Linked DNA regions of Mus musculus: region 2 is linked to region 1. Evidence: chromatin contacts called from public HiChIP or PLAC-seq data. All regions are on one chromosome and are shown on one strand. Each heading gives the region's core, a stretch centred on a gene start, on an enhancer-like site or on the middle of the called end of the contact. The rest is flanking DNA. Distances are from core to core; before and after follow the strand shown. Region 1 holds the start of Ankdd1a (ankyrin repeat and death domain containing 1A). Region 2 has its middle 20 kb from the start of Pif1.

Region 1 (7,011 bases), core at 4,451-6,950:
AACTTGGGCCCAGCCTATTATGCATCTGCACGTCACTGACAATCCCACCAATGACAACTGCTCACAGGTCAGACACACACACACACACACACACACACACACACACACACACACATACCCCTCCCTACCGAGTCCACGTCGTCCACAGCAGCCCCACGCTCCAGGAGCAGCCGCACAGCCTGCTCGTGCCCAGCACCTGCAGCCCAGTGTAGGGCCACTCTGCCCACCTGCCAGGAGGAGAGGAAAATTGTCACTATGCCCGACTGCTTGACCTGCCCCCAGCACCCTCCCTACCAAGACAGCTGGCCTGCAGGGAGAAAGGACTGTTGGTGGCCATGGTGACCAGCTGGCTGGGGACCCAGCCCTTCTTGGGGTCTCTTCTCCCTGATATGGTACAAATCATAAGATACACTGATTAGGCCCATCTGTCCCTGCCTGAGACTCTTCACCGCTTCTCCTCACTGCTCTTGGAGTGGACCTACAACACCCAGTGTGGTCTGGCACTTCCCCCGCTCCCCACCAGTGCTTCTCAGAGGGGCCAGATGGTTTCCAGCTCCAAACCTTTCTTCCCTGGGAAGCCACATGTGATCTAAGACAGCTCTCAAAGTCCCCAAGGGAAACAGAGTGTCTGGCCCTTCCTTCACAGTGAGCTGACAGGGTCTGGCCGGCTGGCTCACTCTCCACCACCCCAGGAGTTCATTCTAGTTTCTGGCCCTCAGTCCATCTGAGCATGCTGGGCCACCAGCCTCCATCTGTGGAATCCACTTCCCTGCTGCTTATGAGAGGCGGCACACAGAAACTCTACTGTTCTATGTAATCTCTGGAGACCTGACCTCTCTCCTTCAGAGCTTCTGCCTCACCATCCCCTCACCTAAAGCACTGTTTCACCTCACTCTGGAAGCTTTCTGGAATATCTCCAGGTGGGACAAAGCCCTTGGGCCACCCCCTGTGCTTATAGGAAAGCTTATCACAGTGGGAATGAGGCCATTGGTTTGCTGTCTTTGCTACCCCACCAGACTCCATGGCTTCTGCTCTGTTTCCAGCACCTAGCACAGGGTAGCCCTCAGTGAATGGATGGATGGATGAATGAATGAGCCAACGTGCATGAGTGAATACATTGAATCAAAGAATGAGGACATCAATAAGTATGTAAGTTGATATAGCTAGTGAAAAGATGAATAATGGATGGATGGATGGATGGATGGATGGACAAACAGACAAAGTGCTGTCATCCTACAAGACCATGCTTACCATACATAAAATAAATGTTTAAAAGAAAATAAAAGGGCTGGAGAGATGGCTCAGCAGTTAAGAGCACTGACTGCTCTTCCAGAGGTCCTGAGTTCGATTCCCAGCAACCACATGGTGGCTCACAATCATTTGTAATGGGATCATATGCCCTCTTCTGGTGTGTCTGAAGACAGCTACAGTGTACTCATATGCATAAAATAAATAAATAAATCTTTAAAAAACCATGCTTCCCTGCAGGTACTTATTTATCCAGGAGCTGAGACCAAAGCTTCAGTCACCAGCCACATGCTGCAGGACCTAAAGTAACCTGCCTCTGCCCTACTGCACCTGCCTCGACCCATACATAGGATCAAGACTTCCTACTCTCCACATCTCTTCAGGGCTGAATGGCAGCCACCAAGCAGCTGGAGCGCTCTGAAAACCAGAACCCTGGACTCATAATTCTTGTTACTATTCCTACATCCCCAAGCTGGCTCTGAAGACTGAAGTCACACCATGGTGTATCACCCCAGACAGTGCAGCCTCTGCTGCTGTCAAGGATCCTGCAGCCAATGCCTGCTAATCATGGCCTAGTATATCACACAAGAAGTTCCTCAGAGCCAGAGTTCTGAGTCAGAGAGGGGCTACCCTGTATGATATCTGGGCCTGCCTTTAATGTCCACTTAGAAGACATGCTCCTTCCTCTATCCTCTTCCCCAGCAAAACCATGGACCCTAGTGCTTCCCTGCCTGACTACCAGACTACCAAAATGGGCCTGTGCCTCCCCAGCTTCTCACACACGGTGGGGACAGCGGGTGTTAAGAGAGCCAAACCCGACTGCTGCTTCACACACACTCCCCGAGTCTGGAGTCCAGTCCCTCATGGTCCCCAGAATCCTGCTGACTACACCTCCCCACCTTTGTCTTTTAGATGTGCCATCCAGCTGAGTCACACGGACTCGTAGCCTGAGCTCTGGAACTGCCAAAGCCTGGCTTGGAATCCTGACCCTCAGACCAGTTCAGGCAATGGACACAGCACGGGCCTTCCCACAAGTCAATGCACACAAACACGTGACCTGTGGCACAGGGACTTGTCCCATAGGGTAGCAGCACTGTAAGGTCGGTCAGTTTGGGTCATACTCACATGGTTTCTAGCCCTGATGTTAACTCTCTTCTCAAACAGCTCCTTCATCCTCTCCACCTGATTCCAGCGGGAGGCCTCATGGAGCTGTCTCTCCAGGGGAAGCACTAAGGAGAAAGAGGGGGTTGGGATGAGAGGAAGGGACCCCCATTCTCTTGGGGATGTGTTTGGGGATGGTTGGGTCATTCCCAACCTTTGACCACCTTTGAGGCAACCCAGGTTGAATGACTGTGTGGATTTAATGTGCCACCCTGAGGGAGACCCGAGGTGGAGTCTCCCATTTTTAGACCTTCTTATTCCTTATTTCTCTACCTCTTCTCTCCTTGCCCTTAATTTTAACCCTTTCACCTCCACATCTGCTTTGCCTGGCTAGCAGGCTCCCTTCTCTGCCTTCTCTCTCCCTTCAGGGCACAGGGAGATGGCTTAGGTAAACGGCGTGCCTTGCAAACGTGAACACCTGAGCGATTGGGCTCAGAGCCCTAGAAGTCGATTTAAAAAGAACAAAGTGGTTGTCAAGATGGACCAGAGAGTAAAAATGCTTGCTGCCAAACCTGGAGCCCCAAGTTTGATACCCCAGACCTACGTGGTAGAAAGGAGAAAATGTTCTTCTGCAAATTGCCCTCTGACATCTACATGAGCACTCTGGTACAAACATACCTACATATATATACACAAAAGAAATAGACAAAAATGTACTGTAAAGGACAAGTCCACTGTTATGAGCATTTATGGCTCCTTCAGAGAATCTGAGTTTAGATCCTGGCAGCCATCTTGGAAGGCTTGTATCTGCCCATCACTCTAACTTCAGGAGATCAACACTTTCTTCTGACCTCTGCAGGCACCCTCGCACATAGTCACACACAGACATGGGCATACACACAAAAAAAAAAAATCTATAAAAAAAAAAAAAAGCGGGGGGAGATGTGAGATGGCTCAGTTGGTAAAGACATTTGCTACCAAGGCTGACAGCCCAAACTCAATCCCCAAGACCCACATAGTGGAAGGAAAGAGCTGACTCCCAAAAGTGTGCTTGACCTCCACAGGCACATCATGAGTACCTGCACACACACACACACACACATACACACACACACACACACACACACACACACACACACACAAATTAATTAATTAATTAAGTAAGTAAGTAAGTAAGTAAGTAAAAGAAAGCTCAAGATGGTTCAATAAAAGTGAAGGTGTTGGCATACAAGCCTGACAACGTGAGTTCGATTCCCAGGGCCTGTGTGAAGAGCCAATTGCAGTGGAGTGTATCTGTAGTTCTGGCATTAGATAGGAGGCAGAAGAACTGCCAGATGCTTGTAGGTCAGCCAGTCTGGAGTATGCTCCACAACTTAGCAGAAACAGCAAGAGAGATGCTATCTCTAAAACAAGGTAGAAGGAGAGCATCAACTCCTGAAAGTTGTCCCCTGCCCTCCACACATGAGCCTGGTCCTTTGTGCATCCAGGGACAGAGAGCCAGCGACTTGGCGGGGAAAGCATGCACTGAAGTGACAGAGTTAGAATGAAACCTTGCCTGTCCCATGCTGCTCGCTCGCCCCACACATCTCCAGCCTCAGCAACGCACACCAGGCTCTCTGACACCTGAGCTTTTATGGGCGCTGGGTCTTCTGCTCAGAGTCACACACCCTCAAGTTCACTGCTCTCCCTTTGGCTGGGAGAATCCTTAAGGATCCTTTGACCCCAGCAGAACTCTGTGACCTCTCTGAAATAACCGGTGCACACTTAGGAGATGAAGGAGGGTCAGGAGTTCAAGGACAGCAAGCTGAAATTCAATGTGGGCTACATGAGACCCTGTCTCTTTAAAAGGTGGGGCTGAGGGGGCCTACAGAGAGATGGTTTAGTGCTTAAGTGCTGCTCCTTACAGAGAACTTGAGTTTGGTTATGAGCACCCACATCTGGTGACTGCCTATAACTATGGTCTAGGAGATCTGATGCCTTTTTTCTGGTTTCTTCCGGTACACATAAGCACACACAAACAAATAACAAAGCAAGGCACATATCTTTAGTCCCAACACTTGGAGGGAGAGGTAGGCAAATCTACAGCCTGGTCTACATAGTGAATTCAAAGACAACCCCAGGAATATACTGTGAGAATCTGTTAATAATAATAATAATAATAATAATAATAATACAAAATTTTAAAGCCACACTTAGGCTTAAGGGAGCCCAGTCCCCATTCCTCATTCATCTGGGAGGATGGTAACAGCTGGCTTCAGCATTTTGAAGTCCAGTGGGCAGGACTATGGGGATTTGAGAAAGCTCTCCCGGGTTCAGTGGGCAGGGCTCAGACTGGGCAGCAGGACTAAGACTTCTCAAAGGAGCTGATGGCTCAGTCCTCTTTCCTCTCCCAGGCAGGGCACCAAAGGTCTCCCAGCTACATGCATGCTTCCCACACATTGAGATGTCCTGGTTCTAAGTACATTCTGAAAGAGGCTCTGAAGTTCCTTATCTCACACAGGGATAGGGCTGACCACAGCACCTCTTTCCTAGGCCCTGGTTCCTTCTTTGATATGGTGTCTACACCCCATTTTATTCTGGGTGAACTGAGATCTTTAAGTGTTTGTTTTGGTGGTGGTGGTGGTGGTGGTGGTGGTGGTGGCTGACAGGGTCTCATGTAGCCCAGGTGGCCTTGGACTCCCTGTGTAGCCAAGGATGGAAGGTGATGTTGAATTCCTGATCCTCCTGCCTCTACTTCCCCAGTGCTAGGATTACAGATGTGTGCCACACGCCTGGTTTTACATGGTGCTTGGGATTGAACCCACGGCCTTGTGCATATTAAACAAACATTCTACCGGCCAAATTGTGTGTGCTCCTATTCCTGATTTCAGCATTTCTACAGTCATGTGACCTCACCCTGTCTCTCAGCCCTCTCATCTGAAAAATGGAGATGTCAGTAGGCCCAACCCATATAGTAGCAAAGACAGAAGACTGGCCTGACCTGCTTTAAGGACTGCCACACAAAGCAAGTTATTATCAAGGATCGTTGTCACTCGAGCTTGCCTTGTTCAGGACACCCTGAGTCCCAGATGTTCAGCCACTGTGCCCTACACCTGTGCGGCATTCTTCTGTTTTTTTTTTTTTTTTTTTTTCGGAAGCCACAGAGAAGACTGAGACAGAGGTGTCCAGGCCAAGGGCCAGCCTCTCTCTGGGTCACCCTCTGTGACCTGGGGTCCTCCCACCAGGCATCCGTTCTTTCTGCGCACCCCCCCCCATCCTCCGCCCCGCCCCCGCCAGCGGCATTGGGACTCACAGCCGTGGGTCTCCCAAGCCAGCTCCTCCTCCATCCTGCAGCTCCCGGCTGGTGCTAGGCGTTTAGTTGCCAGGGCGGGGAGAGCGCAGAGCTGGGAGCGCGCAGAGCGGGGAGTGGGTGGTGGAGGCTTTGCATCTCTCTGTAGCCCCTGCTCATTATCAGCCCATCCGCGAATCCGACCCGGGCACCCACAGCTTACACACACACACACACACACACACACACACACACACACACACACACACGCCTTCAAGCTGCCTAGGTCCCTGCGCGCAATCCCCCTGGGACCTCCCAACCTTGATGCCTCAACAAGCCCTCCCACACTGGACACTTCAGACCCCTACTACCCCACCAAGCCTACGGACATAGGACAAAAGATGTATTCAGGATCAGAAAAATCGGGTTACAACAATAACGAGATATAAATTACGTTACTTAGATTGGCTAAAACCAAACGCAAACAAACAAACAGAAACACGGAGAAAGCTGGAGGATGCCATATGCCAGATGCCAGAGCAGACGGTGCAGTTGTCCCAGCGAGTACACTCCGCTGGTGGCAGCAGCCTAAGGCTGGCATTCTGGAATCCAGACTGGCAGAAAGGAGGGAAAAGACTTTTCAACCCGAAGGAAGTAAAATAAATCAAAGGCAAACAAATCAATGAAATTAACATTGTAAAAATTCCTCCAGTAAAATGAGCCACCCTCTGCGCTGCCTGCTGCTCTAAGAAACTGCTATTCCTTTCCGTGTGGAATGCTCTTCCAACCCTTTCCCCTCAGCAGACTAGATCCCTGTCATTCTTTTTGGAGACTAGCTGAAGCGTCAAATTCCCAGTGTTAACTGTGCCTCCAACATTCTCCACTTCTCCACGTTGACATAGCCTTTAATTGTTAGAGCGTGGTCACAATTTTATAATTCCATGACAGTCAAATCACACTAGGCTTTGGGCCCATTTCCCTGTAATTTAATATTAAAAAGAAACAAAAATTTGGGTGTTTTTTTTTTCTCCTTTGTTTACTGTTGGTGTGTTTTGTCTTCTGAGACCAAATCTAGCTTTTTGTCCACGCTGGTCTCCAACACACCGGCTCACGTGATCTTCCACGTCAGCTTCCCTCCAGAGTCAAGTATCAGTCAAGACTCTGACCATACTGCAAGATGCTGGGATACCCCGGAGCCACCCGTTGCCTCCCGAAGAAGCTCAAAAATTCACACAGGCTCTTGAGCGTGGCAGTATTACATCTGTTGAGTCCTTTTGCTGCCCATCTTCTCTGCTTCTCTGTGTGCTGTTTTGTTCTTCGTTAGATGAACAGAAGCATAAAAGGAGGAGAGAGCGGGACAGGACGGCAGACTGCCCCACGATGGGAGCCCAGTG
Region 2 (6,229 bases), core at 1,277-3,776, 87 kb after region 1:
CTGACACTTCTCAAAAGTGCCTCTGGCAGAGAGGGAGCCCTAGTTTTGGCTGCTTGTTCCCTTGCCTCAGTGACCCCTGGGATCTCCATCTGAGGTGGCTAATAGTTTAATAAATCGCCTCAGGATGAGGCTGATCTCCTGGTCCCAAGAGACCTGGCTGAGGTACTTTTGTATTTCCACAGCTCTCAGCACAACCATTTTAAAAAGTGGACACTCGGGCTGGAGAGAGGGCTCAGTGGTTAAGAGCACTGACTGCTCTTCCAGAGGTCCTGAGTTCAATTCTTTTTTTTTTTTTTAAGATTTATTTATTTATTTATTTATATGTAAGTACACTGTAGCTATCCTCAGATACCCCAGAAGAGGGCATCAGATTTTGTTACGGATGGTTGTGAACCACCATGTGGTTGCTGGGATTTGAACTTGGGACCTTCAGAAGAGCAGTTGGCGCTCTTAACCACTGAGCCATCTCACCAGCCCCCTGAGTTCAATTCTTAACAACCATATGGTGGCCCAAAACCATCTGTGATGGGGATCCAATGCCATCTTTTGGTGTGTCCGAAGACAGTGACAGTATACTAATATACATAAAATAAATAAATCTTTAAAAAAAAACAAAAAACAAAAAAAAATGTGGCCACTTTAAAGAAAAAAGTGGACACTCTAGCCAGGCATGGCTTTAATCCTAGCACTTGGGAGGCAGAGGCAGAGGCAGATGGATCTCTGAGTTTGGGGTTAACCTGGTCTACAGAGTTAAGTTCTAGGGTAGATAGGGCTATACGGAGAAACCCAGTCTCAAAAAATAAAACCAAAAAGACAAAAACCAAAAAACCCAAACAACAAAAAATGACCAGATGCTGGTGACACACACCTTTAATCTCAACACTCAGGAGGCAGAGCCAGGTGGATCTCTGTGAGTTCTAGACCAGCCTCTGTACAAAGCAAGTTTCAGGGACAGCCAGGGCAGTTACAGAGAAACGTATCTCAAAAATAAAATAACATAAAATAACAACACCAACCAATCAATCAATCAATAAAGAAGACACTCTGAACATTTCATGGACTATGCGAGTATAATCCCATCTCCTGCCTGGGTGGGGTGGTCAGCTATTTAGGACGCTATGCCTTGTAAGACCCTGGTATATCTTACCCATCCCTACTGGCTACTCCAAGCACGTAGACCACTAGAGGGCACCAAAGAATCAAGTTTTCCCTGGAGCCTGCAAATCCTTTTGTCCCGAAGTCTCCAGCCTGAGTGGGGCACACCCTCACCTCAGGAGCTGGGGGCGGAGTCGGTGTTGAGCTAGAAGGGGTTTTGCTGTTATTCAGAAGCCTCCACTGGGTGTGTGCACAGGAGCTCATGTTTAGGGTTCTTTAACCCCCACCCCTTGTTCTTTTTCTGGGGGGAGGGTGGGACTACTGTTTCTACTTTATGGAGAAAGCGCCCTGGTGTATGAACAGCTAGGTACCTGGTCAAGGCTGCGGTTGGTAACCGGGTCTAACATAAGCCCCAGTTACAGGGTTCACAAAGGCTGATTCCTGTGTTTTAAGCACTGGCTCTCCCTTTTTTTTTTTTTTCAACTGTGACTTCAGAGGTTCAGCTTAAGTCCTCTGAACCCTGTTTTGATCATCTGTTGATCAGCCAGTCAACAGAATCAGAAAGACTGGGCCTGGAGACACAGCCTTAGAGTGCACCGCCTTTAACTTCAGCATTTTGGAAGTAGAGTCAGATAAGTCTCTGGAAGTTCAAGGCCAGCCTTGAACTTATCTCAGTTAAACAAATTAAATTCCCGAAAGGCACCGGGTGGGGGTGGGGGGTGTCAAACTGGGGCTAGCAAGAGGGAAACCCCCCAGATTGGTTCTTATTACCTAAAGACGCTACTTCCTACCTTATATACCTACGCTTCCCTCCTCAAACAGGGGCTAGCTGCGCATGTGCTGCTGTACAGACCAGCCCACCTTTCGCTCCTCAGCCCCTTGGCCTCAGCTCCCTCCCTTTGCCTTTCAGCATCCCTGCAGATGTCTGCCACATCCCCAGGTGGCCCTTCACTTTTTTCCTCACTGGTGTTGGGTTCAGGAAGCAGAGAACCAGCTCACCTGGGGAGATTCAGAGTGAGGCAAGCATCCAGTTACTTACAAGCCGGGGCAGGGAGAACAGACAGGGGCAGGCAGCCCAAGGTCAGGACCAAAGCTCTAGGAACCAGTGTCAGGGAGTCATAGCACTGTCTGCTTTGCCCTCTATACTTTTTCCACCCCTGGGGTTTAAAGATCATGCCATCGGCTGGAACTGTGGGGTTGTGCTCGGTATAAAAAGGCTGTTCTGGCCCTGGAGAAGCCCTGCTCTCTCCTCCACCAGAGCTGCCTCCTCCCACCCCTCATCCTCGGCCCTGGCACAACACTCCATGCCTATTTAAGGCAAATCTCCTGATCTTTTAAATAACATTCGGCTCCTTGTGAAGCAGGCAGGCAAGGCCAGAGCTTAGGAAAAGGGGGTGGAGCACTAACCTCTCAGAGGATGGGGTGGGGCAGAGCAGGATTGGGGAGGTGCAGATGTGAATCTCTCTCTTCCATAGGGTGTCTTGGGAAGATCTGAGTCCATCACTTCCAGCATTTCATTTGGTTCTCAGGATTGGCTCAAATCCTGGAGGGAGGCCCTCCCAGAATGCTACAGTGTGGCCCTAGCTGGGGTCCAGGTGGGAAGAGGTAGGATTCTGGATGCAGGACAGATGTATACATAGCTAGCCCTGGGTGAAGGGACACAACTAGAGTGGCCAGCAGGGAAAGTGGGGGAGTCTGCAGGAGGACTGACCACTAACTGATCCCACTGACAGCCCAGTTTATGAAAGACAACTGCTATTTGATTCTGTAACTCAAGGCTCAGAGAGTCCAAGAGGCCTGCCAAGGACAACACAGCTAGTGAACACAGGGATTAATGTTTCTTCCCTGCCCTGACAGGTTTCTTTTGCTTGGGGTACATGACAGTAGTCCGGATCCCAGGCCAGGCACCATTTAAAGCCCACTGACATTCCGTGTTTGTCTTTCTATCTCCTTGTGTCCCCACCCCCCCTCCCCAGATCACCATTCCTCTTGCCTGTATCTCTGCCCTGGGCTTCCTGGATTCCTTCTTTCCCCTTTTGCTCTTGGTATTTTTTTCCCCAGGCAGCACCCCTTCCCCTATCTCTGCATTCCCAACCCCCTAGTTTCCCTGAATGACTGAGATACCCTTTCCAGTGTTCAAAAGGTGACATCAGGGATCTTTTACAGCTCATGTTGCCTTCTAGGGACTAGGCACTTCACCAGTGTGTGAGCCCCAATGGGCTCAATCCCCTGGGTCCACTGAAGGAGATTCAGCAAGTCTCAATGCCTATGTAGAGGAGGGGTGATAGTCCTTCCTTCCTTCCTCTTTCTTTTCCTTTTTTTCTGAGACAGGGTTTTTCTGTGTATCCCTGGCTGTTCTAGGATGCCCTCTGTAGACCAGGCTAGCCTCAAATTCAAATATCCACCTGCCTCTGACTCCTGAGTGCTGGGATTTTTTTTTTCCCATTTGTTCCGAGACAGGGTTTCTCTGTGTAGTCCTGGTTGTCCTGGAACTCACTCTGTAGACCAGGCTGGCCTCGAACTCAGAAATCCGCCTGCCTCTGCCTCCCGAGTGCTGGGATTAAAGGCATGCGCCACCGCCACTGCCCAGTGCTTTGGTGAGGTCTTTCTAGTCTGACTCTACTATGAAACACTTTACATCCTTGGTCAAACCTATTTCTCTCTTTGGGCCTCTGTCACACTGATGGATTATAAAGGTTTATTTATTTAACTTTACTCTTTGTGAATTTCACATCAGGCACACCAATCCTATTCATCTTCTTGTCCTGTCCCCACATATCTACCTTCTGCCCTTGCAAGCCCCTCCTGAAAAGAAAATTAAAAAAATAAAAATAAAAAAAAATTCAAAATCTCATAGTGGAAGCTGTGGTGTGTCACAGTGTGCCCTTTGGTCCAAACATCTTCTAAATGTTGATTGTAATGGTTCGAGGCATCTGGCTTCTGCTACTGGATCCTCACTGGCACTCCTCTTGGACATCCTGTTGTTACCCTGTGTCATGGCGCTCCCTCAGCTTTGGATCTGCAAGACCAGCCCCTTCACGTGTTCCAGCAGCTCATAGAGGGGGTAGATGTTTGGGTGGGTCAACTCACAGCTCTGGATCTGGGCCTGGATGGTGGCTGATTTGGTCAGCCTGCCAGCACTCCTGCACCCACGTCACCAGGGCGAGCTCTTAAGGTGGCACGACCTAGCAGGAAGAGCCCAGCTTCAGCCAAATCGGAGTGACCAGGGCCAATAGGAACACCAGGAAAAATTCTCTTCTTGGCTGTGCCTCTCTCGAAGAAGTGAAGACATGAGACCAAGAAGCCTTTAGCTATGCAAGCAAGTCAAGCAAGTCCCTCTCACAGTCCACTGAGTCCTAGTTATACTCCCTCCAAGCATCACATGTCCTCTATGGGTCTTGCCTCAGCACGTGAGTCTGACTTAGCAAAACTCCTTGTGAGTCTATCTCAGCTGACATCATTCTGCCAATCAGCCTGAGTCTGAGGAAGTGGCAAGAAGCCGCAGCACACCACCAGAAGTTTTTTGTTGTGTTTCTCTCTATGGAGTCTCGACAAATGAAACTCAACAAGGCATTAAGGCAAACCAATGCATGCATGTCCTTAGTGAAGAATCCTTTATCACACGTCCTTTCATCTGCTTGCTTTAGCAAAACATCCGTTCACTTGTGTCTGCTTCAGCTAAACATTCCTTCATGAGTCTGCCTCAGCCTTTCATCTGTATTCACTTCAGTGGAAAGTTCCTTCACATGTTTGCCCCAGCAAAACACCATCTAACACAACTGACTTTCCAAAGAACCCTTAAGTTTCCACTTCAGGGCTGATGAGATGGCTCAGTGGGTTAGAGCACCCGACTGCTCTTCCAAAGGTCCAGAGTTCAAATCCCAGCAACCACATGGTGGCTCACAACCATCCGTAATGAGATCTGACTCCCTCTTCTGGAGTGTCTGAAGACAGCTACAATGTACTTACATATAATAAATAAATAAATCTTTAAAAAAAAAAGAAGTTTCCACTTCAAAGGTGTTTTATTTTTGACAAGATCTCATATAGCATAGGCTGGCCTCAAACTCTGTATGTAGTGAAGGGCAACCTTGAACTTGTGATTTTTCAGCCTCTACTTCCCCAGTGTGCTATTGATTACAGGCTTGCATCCAGACACCCCAGTTTATAAGGCAGTGGAGACTGAACTTAGTGCTTCCTGCATGCTAGGCAAGCACTCGTCCAACTGAGCTACATAGATCCTGTGCAGTCCTTCTGTCTTTAGCCCAACAGTCCAGCCATAGTCTCACAGAGCCCAGGCTGCCTTCAGAGCCCACAGAGATTTCTGATATTTCTAGCTACCACTCTCTTCCTTTTAACAAGCTGCCCCACACATGGCCCTGTGCTTTAGATCCTTCTAGGTTTCTCAAAGCCTTACCCAGAACAGTTCACCTCGGCATCCGGCATCTAGCCTGCTCTTCTGGGCTCAATTTCCTCCCCTGCCAGGGGGCAGTAACAGGTCTTTGCCTGGGATCCAGAGATGAACCAGCAGCATTTAAGATCTGTGTGTGTGTGTGTGTGTGTGTGTGTGTGTGTGTCTGTCTGTCTGTCTCTGTCTCCCTCCCTCCCTTCCTTCTTTCTTCTCTCCCTCTCTTACTCACTCTCTCTTTTGGTTTTTCAAGACAGGGTTTCTCTGTATAGCTCTGGCTGTACTGGAACTCATTCTGAAGACCAGGCTGACCTTGAACTCAGAAATCCTCCTGCCTCTGCCTCCCAAGTGCATTAAAGGCATGCACCACCACTGCCCAGCTTAAGAGCACTTTCTATTCTTTCAGAGGATTTGAGTTCAGCTCCTGGTACACACAACCCCCTGTAAATCCAGCTCCAAAGGAGCTGACACCTTCTTCTGGCCTTCGAGAGCACCTCATTCCTGGACACATGCGCTCATGCAACTCCCTCTCCCAACATACACACACATACACAAATAAAATCAATCTCAAGCCGGGCGTGGTGGCGCACGCCTTTAATCCCAGCACTCGGGAGGCAGAGGCAGGCAGATTTCTGAGTTCCAGGCCAGTCTGGTCTACAAAGTGAGTTCCAGGCCAGCCAAGGCTATACAGAGAAACCCTGTCTCACCACCACCACCTCTCCAAAA

What was found. HiChIP or PLAC-seq counts read pairs in DNA pulled down with a chosen protein or histone mark.
Region 2: a contact with region 1 is called in an H3K27ac HiChIP or PLAC-seq map of embryonic stem cells, with 7 read pairs. The contact joins the enhancer-like site here to the promoter of Ankdd1a in region 1. A contact is called at or near these places in 7 of 39 promoter capture datasets (HPC-7-derived erythroid cells, fetal liver, hematopoietic stem and progenitor cells and 4 more), 3 of 15 datasets of contacts at CTCF or cohesin (CD8 T cells, the G1E-ER4 cell line and embryonic stem cells), 12 of 484 Hi-C or Micro-C datasets (CD8 T cells, bone marrow-derived macrophages, centroblasts and 7 more), 12 of 115 datasets of contacts at active chromatin or transcription factors (the HPC-7 cell line, double positive thymocytes, embryonic hindbrain and 6 more) and 3 of 9 other capture datasets (adipose tissue, liver and pancreatic islet).

What each region holds. Positions count from the first base shown.
Region 1 is chr9:65,514,519-65,521,529 of GRCm38.p6, forward strand. It overlaps Ankdd1a (ankyrin repeat and death domain containing 1A), which reads right to left and starts at 5,701. Exons shown (of 15, transcript NM_001370871.1): 1 at 5,642-5,701; 2 at 2,374-2,477; 3 at 129-227. The coding sequence starts at 5,675.
Region 2 is chr9:65,604,450-65,610,678 of GRCm38.p6, forward strand. No RefSeq gene overlaps it. Among named protein-coding and RNA genes, the nearest start is that of Pif1, 20 kb to the left of the region's middle. Within about 2 kb of position 2,527, at least 45 of the 459 cell types and tissues checked have an H3K27ac peak or open chromatin away from gene starts, as enhancers often do. A contact at or near this core is called in embryonic stem cells, where this site is marked.